4 separate regions of the Mus musculus genome follow, and regions 1, 2 and 3 are each linked to region 4. A link is a contact called in public HiChIP or PLAC-seq and promoter capture Hi-C data. All regions are on one chromosome and are shown on one strand. Each heading gives the region's core, a stretch centred on a gene start, on an enhancer-like site or on the middle of the called end of the contact. The rest is flanking DNA. Distances are from core to core; before and after follow the strand shown.

What was found. Promoter capture Hi-C pulls out the DNA fragments that hold promoters and counts their contacts. HiChIP or PLAC-seq counts read pairs in DNA pulled down with a chosen protein or histone mark. Capture Hi-C pulls out chosen DNA fragments and counts their contacts.
Region 1: a promoter capture Hi-C map of adipose tissue shows a contact between it and region 4, with 3 times the contacts expected there. The contact joins the promoter of Myo9b here to the promoter of Lpar2 in region 4. A contact is called at or near these places in 3 of 39 promoter capture datasets (hippocampal neurons, liver and pre-B cells) and 2 of 9 other capture datasets (adipose tissue and liver).
Region 2: a promoter capture Hi-C map of liver shows a contact between it and region 4, with 3 times the contacts expected there. The contact joins the promoter of Arrdc2 here to the promoter of Lpar2 in region 4. A contact is called at or near these places in 5 of 39 promoter capture datasets (hippocampal neurons, liver, neutrophils and 1 more).
Region 3: a contact with region 4 is called in a FOXA1 HiChIP or PLAC-seq map of pancreatic cancer cells. The contact joins the promoter of Pgls here to the promoter of Lpar2 in region 4. A contact is called at or near these places in 1 of 39 promoter capture datasets (pre-B cells) and 1 of 115 datasets of contacts at active chromatin or transcription factors (pancreatic cancer cells).

Annotation. Positions count from the first base shown.
Region 1 is chr8:71,271,420-71,274,119 of GRCm38.p6, reverse strand. Myo9b (myosin IXb) reads right to left here and starts at 1,406. Exons shown (of 40, transcript NM_001142322.1): 1 at 1,291-1,406. It overlaps Haus8 (4HAUS augmin-like complex, subunit 8), which reads left to right and starts at 1,530. Exons shown (of 11, transcript NM_001163042.1): 1 at 1,530-1,836. The coding sequence starts at 1,808.
Region 2 is chr8:70,838,321-70,841,020 of GRCm38.p6, reverse strand. It overlaps Arrdc2 (arrestin domain containing 2), which reads left to right and starts at 1,301. Exons shown (of 8, transcript NM_027560.1): 1 at 1,301-1,893; 2 at 1,976-2,042; 3 at 2,180-2,327. The coding sequence starts at 1,620.
Region 3 is chr8:71,590,911-71,593,610 of GRCm38.p6, reverse strand. It overlaps Pgls (6-phosphogluconolactonase), which reads right to left and starts at 1,427. Exons shown (of 5, transcript NM_025396.3): 1 at 1,107-1,427. The coding sequence starts at 1,394.
Region 4 is chr8:69,821,233-69,823,932 of GRCm38.p6, reverse strand. It overlaps Lpar2 (lysophosphatidic acid receptor 2), which reads right to left and starts at 1,368. Exons shown (of 3, transcript NM_020028.3): 1 at 1,222-1,368; 2 at 1-379. The coding sequence starts at 370. It overlaps Gmip (Gem-interacting protein), which reads right to left. Exons shown (of 21, transcript NM_198101.1): 21 at 2,063-2,700.

The DNA.
Region 1 (2,700 bases), core at 157-2,656, 1.5 Mb before region 4:
GTGTGCCCTTGGGCAAGCTAAGTTGAAAGATTTCTTCCAGAACATTCTTGAAGTGAATGGGGCAGTCATGTCTCTAAGGCTTCCTTTATATCCAGATTCCTGTACCAAATGGAGCTCTAAACCTGGCCTCCTTTCAGCAAGCACACAGCAGACAGGGAATACTGGTAAGGGGGGGGGGGGAGAAAGTGATGCCAATCAAAACCAGGCAGCTCCAAGGCCTTGTAGGAGCAGAGAGGCCGGTGACAATAACTTTATAGTTGCTCATGCCACCTCCAGCCATTCCTTGACACCTTAAGATACTGAAGTCTCAAAGACTAGACAATACCCAACAAGGTAAGGAGATACAACCTGAGGGGCTGCTAGGTGGATGTCTTAAAGTGCTGGAAAATGAGCCAAAGAGGCACAAAAGGACTCCCCTATAAAGCCTTGGGAGTTAGGGTCCCTAGAAAAAGAAGGGAGGGTTTGTTGGCAGCTGTGACTCCACGGGGCTGAGATCTCTGCCACCGCTGAGGTATACATTTCCTGTAAGTCATTTAAAAACAAAAAACAAAAAACAAAAAAACGTTTAAGTCCAAGGATGTGACTCTCTTGAGAGAGTGGCTTCCACCCTACCGGCTCCCTTTCTTCTGAAACGCAGTTCGGGTGTCAGAACCCCACCCCCACCCCGCAACCTCCTCTAGAGTCCAGCTACTCTTTTCTTGAGCAGAAAGTGATGTGCCTATCAAAGCAGAGAGAGAACCCAGAGGGCGCTGGGACTCGCCCTGGCGGATCACCCAGCTGTCCGGGAGTGAAGTCAGGAAGAAGATGAATCAAGAGGGGAAGGCGGGGGCGAGTCTCCAGAGGCTGCACCCCGTCATCTCCCTTTCCTCCTCCTCTCCACTCCTCCGGCCCTCTGAGGAACTGTTTTTGCGTGTCTTTCCAGGCCCACTCTTTTAGACGTTCCAGCCCCAACAGTGGGTTGCCACAGACCGTTTCCCATTCTCTGAGAGCCCGGCGCCTCTCTGACACCCTAGGGCTCAGACCGCGAGTGCAGAAGTCCCTTTCCCTAGCACGGCCCCTCGGCTCCGCCTTCCTGGCCTCCCCCGTTTCCTGAGATCCCCCCAGATGCCACCTTAGCCACGTCCTCTCCTCAGCCGCCGCTGAAAGACGCGGTAAGCCCGCCAGTCTCAACCCCCTCAGCGTCCACGCGTCCCCCAGGCCGCATCCTGCCCTCACGTCCCACGACTTCAGGAGCAACCCGGTGCACAACCCCGGCTCGGGTCTCCACTCACGGCCGCCGCGAGAACTTACCTGGACCTCGGGCCGCTGCGCGCCACCGGTCCCCGGCCAGCCTGCCCGCTGCTCCCGGCCGCCCCGCCCCGAAGCGACCAGCCTCGCCCGCCGCTGCACCGTGCGATTTCACTTCCGGGTTCCGGAGGCGCTGAGTGGGCGGGCGCCAACTCGTCGGAGAGGCGGGGCGACTCGAGGTCCCGCCCCATCTAAAGGCGCGCAGCGAACGCCCTCTGCGGTTGGTGCATTCCAGATGCTAAGTGTTCCACAGCTGAGAGGGGCGGGCGCTATGATAGTCACGCCCCTCCCCAGCAGTATTTTAGCCCGCTCAGGTTGGTGCCGGAAGCCCACACGTCTGAGGGACACCTTGGAGCCACGCCCTTTTTCGGCGCTCTTGGCCAGGCTGAACGAACTGTAGCAAGCTTGGAGCCCGCCCCGCGGCTCGCGTGAAGAGAGCACCCTCCGGCTTCCAGCACTACTCCCTGCCTCCTAGCGGGCGGGACCCTGAGACGCTTGCCTTTGAGTGGAAGGCGGGAGAATGGCGGATTCCTCAGAACGGGACGCAGGGTGAGTTGGGATCTCAGAAGGGCGGAATTTAGGGGCTCCTGTGGGTTGGCCAAAGACCAGATCCTGGGCTCACAGGCAGCGGAGCTGGAGAACTGGGATCTTATGAGCCAATGCCCGAATCTCTCCCAGACCAGAAGCCCAGGCTCTGAGCCGCTTCGGTGCGTGCTGGGGAGCTGGGGTCCCAGATGCAGTTCAGAATTGGGGTTGTGCGTGGACTTTGGTGGACATTCTCTCTTTTTCCCCTTGGAGACAGTGGTGTTTTTTGTTTTTTGTTTTGTGTGTGTGTGTGTGTGTGTGTGTGTGTGTGTGTGTGTGTGTATGTGTGTAGCTGATCCGGAGCTCTGTAGACCAGTCTGGCCTTGAATTCACAGAAATCTGCCTGCCAAGTGCTGGGTTCAAAGGCATGTGCCACCACCACCTAGCCTTCCTTTTTTTAAAGGAAAAACGTGACCCTACATGGTAGCACGACTTTAGTCCCAGCACAGACCTTTTCCTAGGCCTCAGGAGCTCTAGGGTTGCTTGTCGCACTCCCCTTTAGCCCTGACTCACTACACCCATGGGTGTTTGCTTAAGAGTCTGAAGGATGAGGGTCACGGGCTATTGTGACTGTATACAGCAAAGGACACTCTGTGAAGGTCAAGTGGGTGAAACAAAGGCTCTTGCCACCAAGCCTCATGATCTTATTTTGATCCATGGGTTTCATATGGTGAAAGTAGATAACTGATGTACTGGCCAGTTTTGTGTCAACTTGACACAGGCTGGAGTTATCACAGAGAAAGGAGCTTCAGTTAGGGAAATGCCTCCATGAGATCCAGCTGTAAGGCATTTTCTCAATTAGGGTCAAGGGAGGAGGTCCCCTTGTGG
Region 2 (2,700 bases), core at 52-2,551, 1.0 Mb before region 4:
CTTGTCCCTTGCCAGGGTCCTTTAGGTTGAATGGGGGTGCCCAATGCGGGGGGGGGGGGAAAGGACCAACACTTCCCTGTCCCCACCAATTCGCATCGCCGGAAACAATGGGCCTGAAAAAAGGTGCCCCAGATAGGTCTGCAGGCGGCAGCGAGTTGATGATTAAGCTGGGAGGTTCTGGCCTAGTGGACACACCTGCGAACCCAGCATCTAAGAGGCTGACACCGGAGTTCCATTGCCTTGAGTTCCCGGGCAGCCTGGGTTACAGTGTGAGATCCTGTCTGAAAACATAAGAAAAAGCCAGGCCGGGCAGGAGAGATGGCTCAGTGGCTAAGAGCACAGACTGCTCTTCCAGAGATCCTGAGTTCAATTCCCAGGAACCACACAGTGGCTCACAGCCATCTGTAATGGCTCTCTTCTGGTGTGTCTGAAGACAGCTACAGTGTACTCATATACATATACAAATAAATAAATCTTTTTTTTTTTAAGTTTAAGAAACAGTCAGGTACTAAGGCAAACGCCTATCAAGTCAGCTCTGGAAGACTGGTGGAGGATGGCAAATTCAACATCGGGCTTGGTTAGAGTACGAGATGCATTGGAGGCTATGTGAGACTTGGCCTCAGAAGAAAATAAAGCTTTCGGGTTCAGAAATCCGATTTGAGCTTTAATTCCAGCACTCGGGAAGCAGTGGCAACCTCGCCTCTATGAGTTCAAGGCCAGCCTGGTCTACACAGTGAGTTCCAGACTAGCCAAGGGAACACAAAACTACTGGCCAATCTTGTAAACAGAAGCAGGGGGACTGTCTCAAGTCCCAGGTAAGTTTGGGCTACATGAGAACCCGTCTCAAAAAGCAACAGAAAAAAAAAATAGTGACAGTTGTCACGCTGGGTGACTAAGACCAGTTTCCCTATTCCTGGGCTTCCTTGTTTGTGTATTTGCGAGACCTAAGGCGGCAGAGCCGCGCTGCAGCACCTCCCACTTAGGCTCCGGTTCAGAACCAAGCAAGGGTTATTTTGTCTGGAGCCTCGTGAGGCCACGCCCCACCGCGCTATTGGTGAAGTTCTTTCCGGTAGGCGAGGCTTTCTCTAACGCCCCGCCCCGCCCCGCCCCTCGATGCTACTGACTTTCTCGCAGGAGCTGATTTTGCCCCCTCAGACCACGCCCTTCACACGCTATTGGCCTGGTCCCTTGTAGGGGGGGGAGCTTTCTATCAGGCCACCGCCCTCGTGGAGCCTTTGGCCTAATTCTCTCAGCAGAACCAGGCTTTTTCAGGCCCCGCCTCCTCAGCGCGCTATTGGTGGAGTCTTCTCCTGAAGGTGTGGCTTTCTCCTCAGGCCATTCCTTCGCCGCGCTATTGGCCTAGTCTTTTCTGGGGTCCCGTTCCCTACTGCTGTGTTTGCGGAGTCTCTTCCGGTAGGTGCGGTCTTCTCCTCAGGCCCCGCCCTCCAACCGTCCTATAAGTGCGACGCAGCTGCGGGTCCCCAGCGGTCTTCCGTCCTGTTGTCCCGCTTGTGTGTGTACGTAGTTCGAGCCCGCTGCGTTCGCAGTCTCTAGCTCTTTCTTTTCGCGGGTTCGAGCACCTGGCCGATCTCTTTTTTGGGTTCGCGACCGTCACCGCAATGCTGTTCGATAAGGTGAAGGCGTTCGTAGTAGAGATAGACGGGGCGCGCACGGGCACCGAGCCCGTGTTCCACGGAGGCCAGGCCGTGGCAGGCCGGGTACTGTTGGAGCTTGCGGGCGCGGCACGCGTGGGCGCGCTCAGGCTGCGCGCTCGGGGCCGCGCGCGCGCGCACTGGACGGAGTCGCGCAGCGCGGGCTCCAGCACTGCTTATACTCAGAGTTACAGCGAGCGCGTGGAAGTCGTGAACCACCGCGCCACGCTGCTCGCGCCAGGTACGGGCTGGGGACCTTTTGGGGCGCACCGAGCATGCGATTCCCAGGCCTACGTCCGCTGAGCCCCGGGTCTTGTTCCTAGACTCGGGGGATATCGCCACGCTTCCCGCTGGACGCCACGAGTTTCCCTTCAGCTTCCAGCTGCCTATGTAAGCCCCACTGTCGCCTTCTGGCTGGGCATCTAGGGTTCCCTCAGCCCTGACTTCTCGGGACATCCCTCTTGTATGCCCTTCACCCCACTATCTCCTGATAGTGATCCTCTGATTACCCACTCTTGCCACCCCAGCTCCCTGGTGACATCCTTCGAGGGCAAACACGGCAGCGTCCGCTATTCCATCAAAGCCACTCTGCACCGGCCATGGGTCCCTGCACGCTGCGCCCGGAAGGTGTTCACTGTCATTGAACCTGTGGACATAAACACACCTGCCCTGCTGGCAAGTGGCTGCCCCATGGGGGTTGGGGTCCAGCCTGGCTGCTTGACACCTTTTAGATTTGAGGGTCTCAAATGACCTCTGTAACAGGGAGCCAGGAGTTAGTGGTGAGTTTAAAACCCACTATAGGTAAGTGCAAATTCTGAGGGTGCTCACCTGCTGTGTGCCTCTGGGAAGGTATCTTGCTCTTTCCCAGCCTCAGATACCCCATTTGGAAAGCAGGATATGATAGGGCTATTTTTGTTTTTGTGTTTGCTTTTGTCTTTACTGGTTTTGGGTTTTGCTTTATTTCTTTTTCTTTTCTTGTTTGTTTTTGTTTTTTGTTTTGTTTTGTTTTGGTTTTTTTGAAACAGGGTTTCTCTGTATAGCCCTGGAT
Region 3 (2,700 bases), core at 178-2,677, 1.8 Mb before region 4:
GGCTCCTGTCTCAGCCCATTGGGCAAGACACCTACTGCTCAAAGTGTCAACAGATTCCTGGTGATGAAATCCTGCTTCCTTCAAAGACCCAGCTGTTAACCAGGTCACCTCAGAGGGGCCTACTTAGGGGTCTTAGCTTTATTTTTCTTGAGTGGGCTGCATCAAAATAAGTCTCACGTTGCACAGGCTAGCCTCGAACTGGGTAGCTGGGAATGACCTTGAACTCCCGATCCTCCAGCCTCTACTTCCTCATTGCTGGGAAGACAGGGGTGCACCATCATTCCTGGTTTATATGACACTGGAAATGAAGCCTGGACCTTAAGCATTCTAGGCAAGCACAATATCAACTGAGCTACAAGTACCCTACCAACTGAGCCTTGTGCTAGTACACACAGCCAGTTCAGTGAAGTTCTTGGGCAGGCATCGTGTTCAAAGTGGTGCAGTTTCAGGTCCCTAGATGAGGGTCAAGGCGACATGAATCTTCTGTTTCCCCACCTGTAAGTAAGTGTAATGGCCCTTCCTCCCCTGCTTCAGACCCATGACACTGGACCAGCTTCCCCTAGGAGGTGGTGGCAGTCATCCAAGTGTGCTCAGAGCTCAATCCTCCATGCCTCAGTTTCCCTGTGTGTGACGCAGGGACCTCTGTAACCTATAGGGCGCCTTGTGGCCATCATACCCCAGGCTGCTGGGAGGCGATGGCCAACGGCTCTTGTTAAAGAAAACTGAGACCCAACACACCCTGGACACTAGAGGCAGGCTGAGTGCACAAACAGCCATGACCCACGAGGCCCCACAGCCAAGGTACGGCCCTTAGGAAGATACGGGGGACGGAGGCCCGTCAGGCTGCACTTGGATGGACATCACTGCGCATCCAGCAAGACCCCGTGGGGCCCGGAGCCCGCGGGTAGGCGTTGAAGCAGATCCTTGCGTTTCCTAGGCAGGCTGAGCCAGTTCGGCGTGGCCCGCGCTTCCTCGGCGGACTGAGCCGACTCCGCGTGGCCCACGGCGGCCCTTGTATCTTGAGTTTCCACGGTAGGCTGAGCCAGCTCGGCGTGGCCCACGGCGGCCCCCGTAGCCCGTACGGTGCGCGCCCCCGCAGCGCTCACCCGGTAGAGGCCGTACGTGCTCTCGGCGTGGTCGAAGGGCACGAGGCGCTCGTCGCAGAAGCCGAGCGTCCAGCGCGCAAAGCTGGCTGGTCCAGCGGGAGCGGCGGCGGCGGGCAGGTCTCGGGCTAGCATGGAGACCAGGCTGCCGCCTGACAGACCAAGCGCGAAGCGGCCACGGTCCCCTTCCAGGCAGCTCGCGGCCCGCTGCGCCACCAGCTGCGCCAGCGACGCGCCCAGCTCTTGCGGGCTGGAGAAGACCGAGATGAGACTGGGCGCGGGTGCTGCCATGGCGGTGGGGAGGCGGCGGCGCTCCCGGCAGAGGCCAGTACGCCAGTGCGCCTGCGCGACGGCCGCGCTGCCATGGGTCCGAGCACTTTGAGCCAAGGTCGTGGCGCATGTGCAGTTGCACAAAAGAAGCGTCGCCGGGGCCGGGCTAGCGGGTGGTTCCCGAAACCGCAGTGCTCCGCAGGGCTTTGAGGTGGGTAGTGGGCGGGCAGTCCCCGGCGCTTCCCTGGGCGAGACACGCCTTGCTGGCCCGGTTTCTCGCATTTTATTTAGTTTTTAAGCTGGAGTCTAGTAGCTCCGACTGGCCTCACGCTCCTGATCGTTCTTGATTGGAGTGCTGGGGTGACCGGAGTGCCACAGCACTCTTGAGCGTTTTTCAGGGTGCGGTCGGAAGCACAGAGTGCGCCAGCTGCAGCGTGATAAGGTCAGTAAGCTCTCAGGTGGCAAGGACAGGAGGCTAGCCGGGAGTTAGAGGCTGTGACGTCCCCATGCCTGCACGGCTCTCCCCACATTCGCCTATCTCGGCCAGTCGCCCCTTCTCTGTTACTCCAGCGGATGCGGCAGTTTGTAAGGTCTTCTGCTCACAGCTGTCTGCGGCAGAAAGAGGATTCCTCAAGACAACCGCCACACGACAGTTGAACATCTGCATTTGAATGTGAAACTGCCCCGGTTCTTGTGCTTGAGCCGGTGGCTCCCAGTCGCCCGTGCTATTTTAGGAAAATACAGAACCTTTAGGACTGTTAAGAGCCTTGACCCAAGTAGATCAGTCAGAAGGTGACAGCTGTTTCCACCACAAAGACCCAATTAAACCCCCTCTGGTTCCTCTCTCTTAATTTTCTCCCGCATGTATATCTTTGAACCAAGTGCATGCAGAGGCCAGGAGAGGGCATGGGATGCCCTGGAACTGTTAGATGGTTGTGGTCCTCTGTGTGGAAGGAGGGTAAAAAGCCGAACCGGTGATCTTAACCCCTGAGCCACTGCACCCTCCTGAACTCGAGAGAGCTCCAAAATCCAAGCAGTCAGTCACTGTGTCGGTACTGAACCCAGGGCCTTCTGCATGCTAAGCCCAGGCTAGACCATTGGCTGGACCCCAATCCTAAACCTACAGCCTTTCTGAGTGCCCATGTGAGGCTGCAAGTGGCAAGTTATACAGTGTGAAACACTGCAAGAACTTTGTTGTTATTCAAGACATGCTGCTGCTGCTGCTGCTGCCCTGACTGTCCTGGAACTCTGTGGACCAGGCTGTCCTCCAACTCACAGAGACCTGCCTGCCTCTCCTTCCCAAGTGCTGGGATTAAAGGCATGTGCC
Region 4 (2,700 bases), core at 119-2,618:
CAGCGATGGCCAGCAGTGTGGCCACTGACGCCGTGAGGCTGGTGTCCAGCAGGCCCTGTCGCAGGAACCAGCCTTTGATGGAGAGCCTGGCAGTGCGTGGGCCAGTATGGAACATGAGGAAGAGGTAGGCCATGCCAGCGAAGAGGTCAGCCGCAGCCAAGTTGCCAAGCAGGTAGTATATGGGCTGGTGGAAGCGTCGGTTGGAGGCGATGGCTGCAATAACCAGCAGATTGGTCAGCAATACCAGCACACTGACTGTCAGCCCCAGGGCCACCACCACCACATCTTTGGGGCGCCAGTGAAGGCTGAGCTCCTTGCCGCTGTTATTATAGAAAAAGCCGATGGTCTCGTTGTAGTAGCACTGGCCCATGATGGCTGCCTGTGGATACAGAAGACAGATCAGTGCAGGTGGCCCCTGATGGAAGGGCACTTGAACAAAGCAGTGGCCAGAGACTAGAATCAAGATTGGGTGAGTGCAACCTACAGGATCAGAGGCCCTCTGTGCAAGAAGTCTGTGCTGAAGGCCAAAGTGACCTTTAAAAAGCAATTTCTATTTATTTACTCATAAAGCAGGGTCTCTCGATGCATCCCAACTGACCTAGAACTTGCTTTGAGACCACACTGGCCTCAAAATCAGAGATCCACTAGCCTCTGCTGAATGCTGGCATAACAATTTAAAACGGTTTTCTGATCGGCTTTTCTTTTCTTTTTTAAATCTTAAGAACCCAGAGCAAATGCATCCACATTGCAATTCAGTGCCACGTGCCACTAATCCGTGACTGGGTTGGACACCTGTGGTTTTCAATGGGCGTGGGTGGGTTGGCTGGGGCAGCACAAAGGCGGAGTGAGCTGCTGGGGTTAGCCTTAAGAAGATCAAACTTGTGCCAGGGTCCTTGCACAGTGCAGAGGCCAGGGGGTGTGTGCACACCAGAGCGAGGTCCGTGGTCAACACCCGGAGGGCAATGCCAAGGCACTGAGGGGACTTAGCGCGAGCAGAGTAGACAGAGACCGCCCAGAAGTTGAGTTACAGGCAGGATTCCGCGCAAGAGCTCTGAAAGCAGTCCATTCCTGGGTGGGACTGAGGGCCAAGAAGGCCTCCAGGACAAAAGAGGGTATTGCAGACAACCCTGGGCTAGGAGAAGGATTGTGGAGAAGAGGGGGCCCCGCCTCGCTTTCTTCGGTGGCCTGCACCCACCCTAAACCGGTTGGTGTTGGTCTTACCTGCACATCCAGTCAAGCGGCAGATGGGGCTGGCTCGCGGTGGGTTGAAGCAGGACTGAGACCCATGGCCGGGCAACCGAGCGGTTGCGCAGCAGCGTCCGGTGTTCCTGGAGCCCCCGGCTGAGGAGGCGGGAGAGGCGGGACCTCAAAGCCACGCCCCCACCTGCCTTAGCTCTTGGCCCTTGGGGGTGTCCCGCCCCCTGGAAAGTCCCACCCCCACGTCGGAAGTGTGATCTCCTGAAACTGTGGTCATTTCACCGCCTCCCCACAGCCCCCTTTTCCCACGTGGGGCACCCTTTCTACTCCCCCCCCCCCCCCCCCCCGCACATCTCACGTGCTTGCCCTTTCGCGCCTTTGGGGCTGAGTCACCTGGCAGTTGAAAAGATCCACAGCGGGGGGGGGGGGGGCTCTGCGGGCGCCCCCCCCCCCGTTTCTGTCCAATCCTTTACCGAGCTGCAAGCCCCGCCCCACTGTTCCGTGGTCAATCTCCCGGCTGGACCCTCGCCCCACTGCTGCCGCACTACCTTGCTTCCCGAAGTCTCGCCCCAGCCTGCCGCTGGCTCGAGCCTGCAGCAGCCTCCTCCCCTGACCTCCCCCGGTTCGCAGCACACAGCCCCATTGTCCCGATTATCTGCACCGAGTTGTATTTGATTGTGTAGAACCGGATCAGGGACACTGAGCTGAGTGACTCATCTTGGGCTCCAGGCCCTACACTAATTGCCAGTAGGTTTCCCAGGGTGTGTTTAGAAGCCTTGGTTCCATCATCTGGCCCTTAATAAAGGGTTAAAGACGCTGCTCTTACTGGTGACTTATTGTCAGCATTCCAGCACAAAGACAAATGTGCAAGAACAGACAAGATTTATCTTATTTTATTTTGTTTTTCTGAAACAGGGTTTCTCTGTGTAGCCCTGGCTGTCCTGGAACTTTCTCTGTACACCTGGCTGGCATAAAACTCAGAGATCCTCCTGCCTCTATCTCCTGAGTGCTAGGATCAAGTAGAGGTGTGTGGCACTACCGCCCAGCGGATTTTTTTTTTTAAATTAAAATTTTCTTTTATTTGTGCATGTGCACAGGTCAGACAATTTGTAGGGATGGGCTCTCTCCTTCCACTAAGTGGCTCTGGGAGGTCCAACAAATGTGAGGCTTTACAGCAAGCACCACTGCGGTCAGCCCTCCTGCCGGCAGCAGGATATGGTTTTATTTGGAGGTTGTAAGAACACAGATTTAGCCAGCACTTGGGAGGCAGAGGATTTGTGGCTCACAAAGGGAGCTCCAGACCAGCCAGAGCTACACAGTGAGACTTAGCTTAAAACAAACAAACAAACAAACAAATTAAAAGGAGACAGGGCTGGGCTGCAGCCACCTGCTAACTTGGGAGTCTGTTACTGCTGCAAGTGTAGTAGGGCCAGGAGCCATTATGACTGAAATAGTCAAGACACCCGTCTCAGAGGTCAGAGACTCGGGTAGTCCCCAAGGATC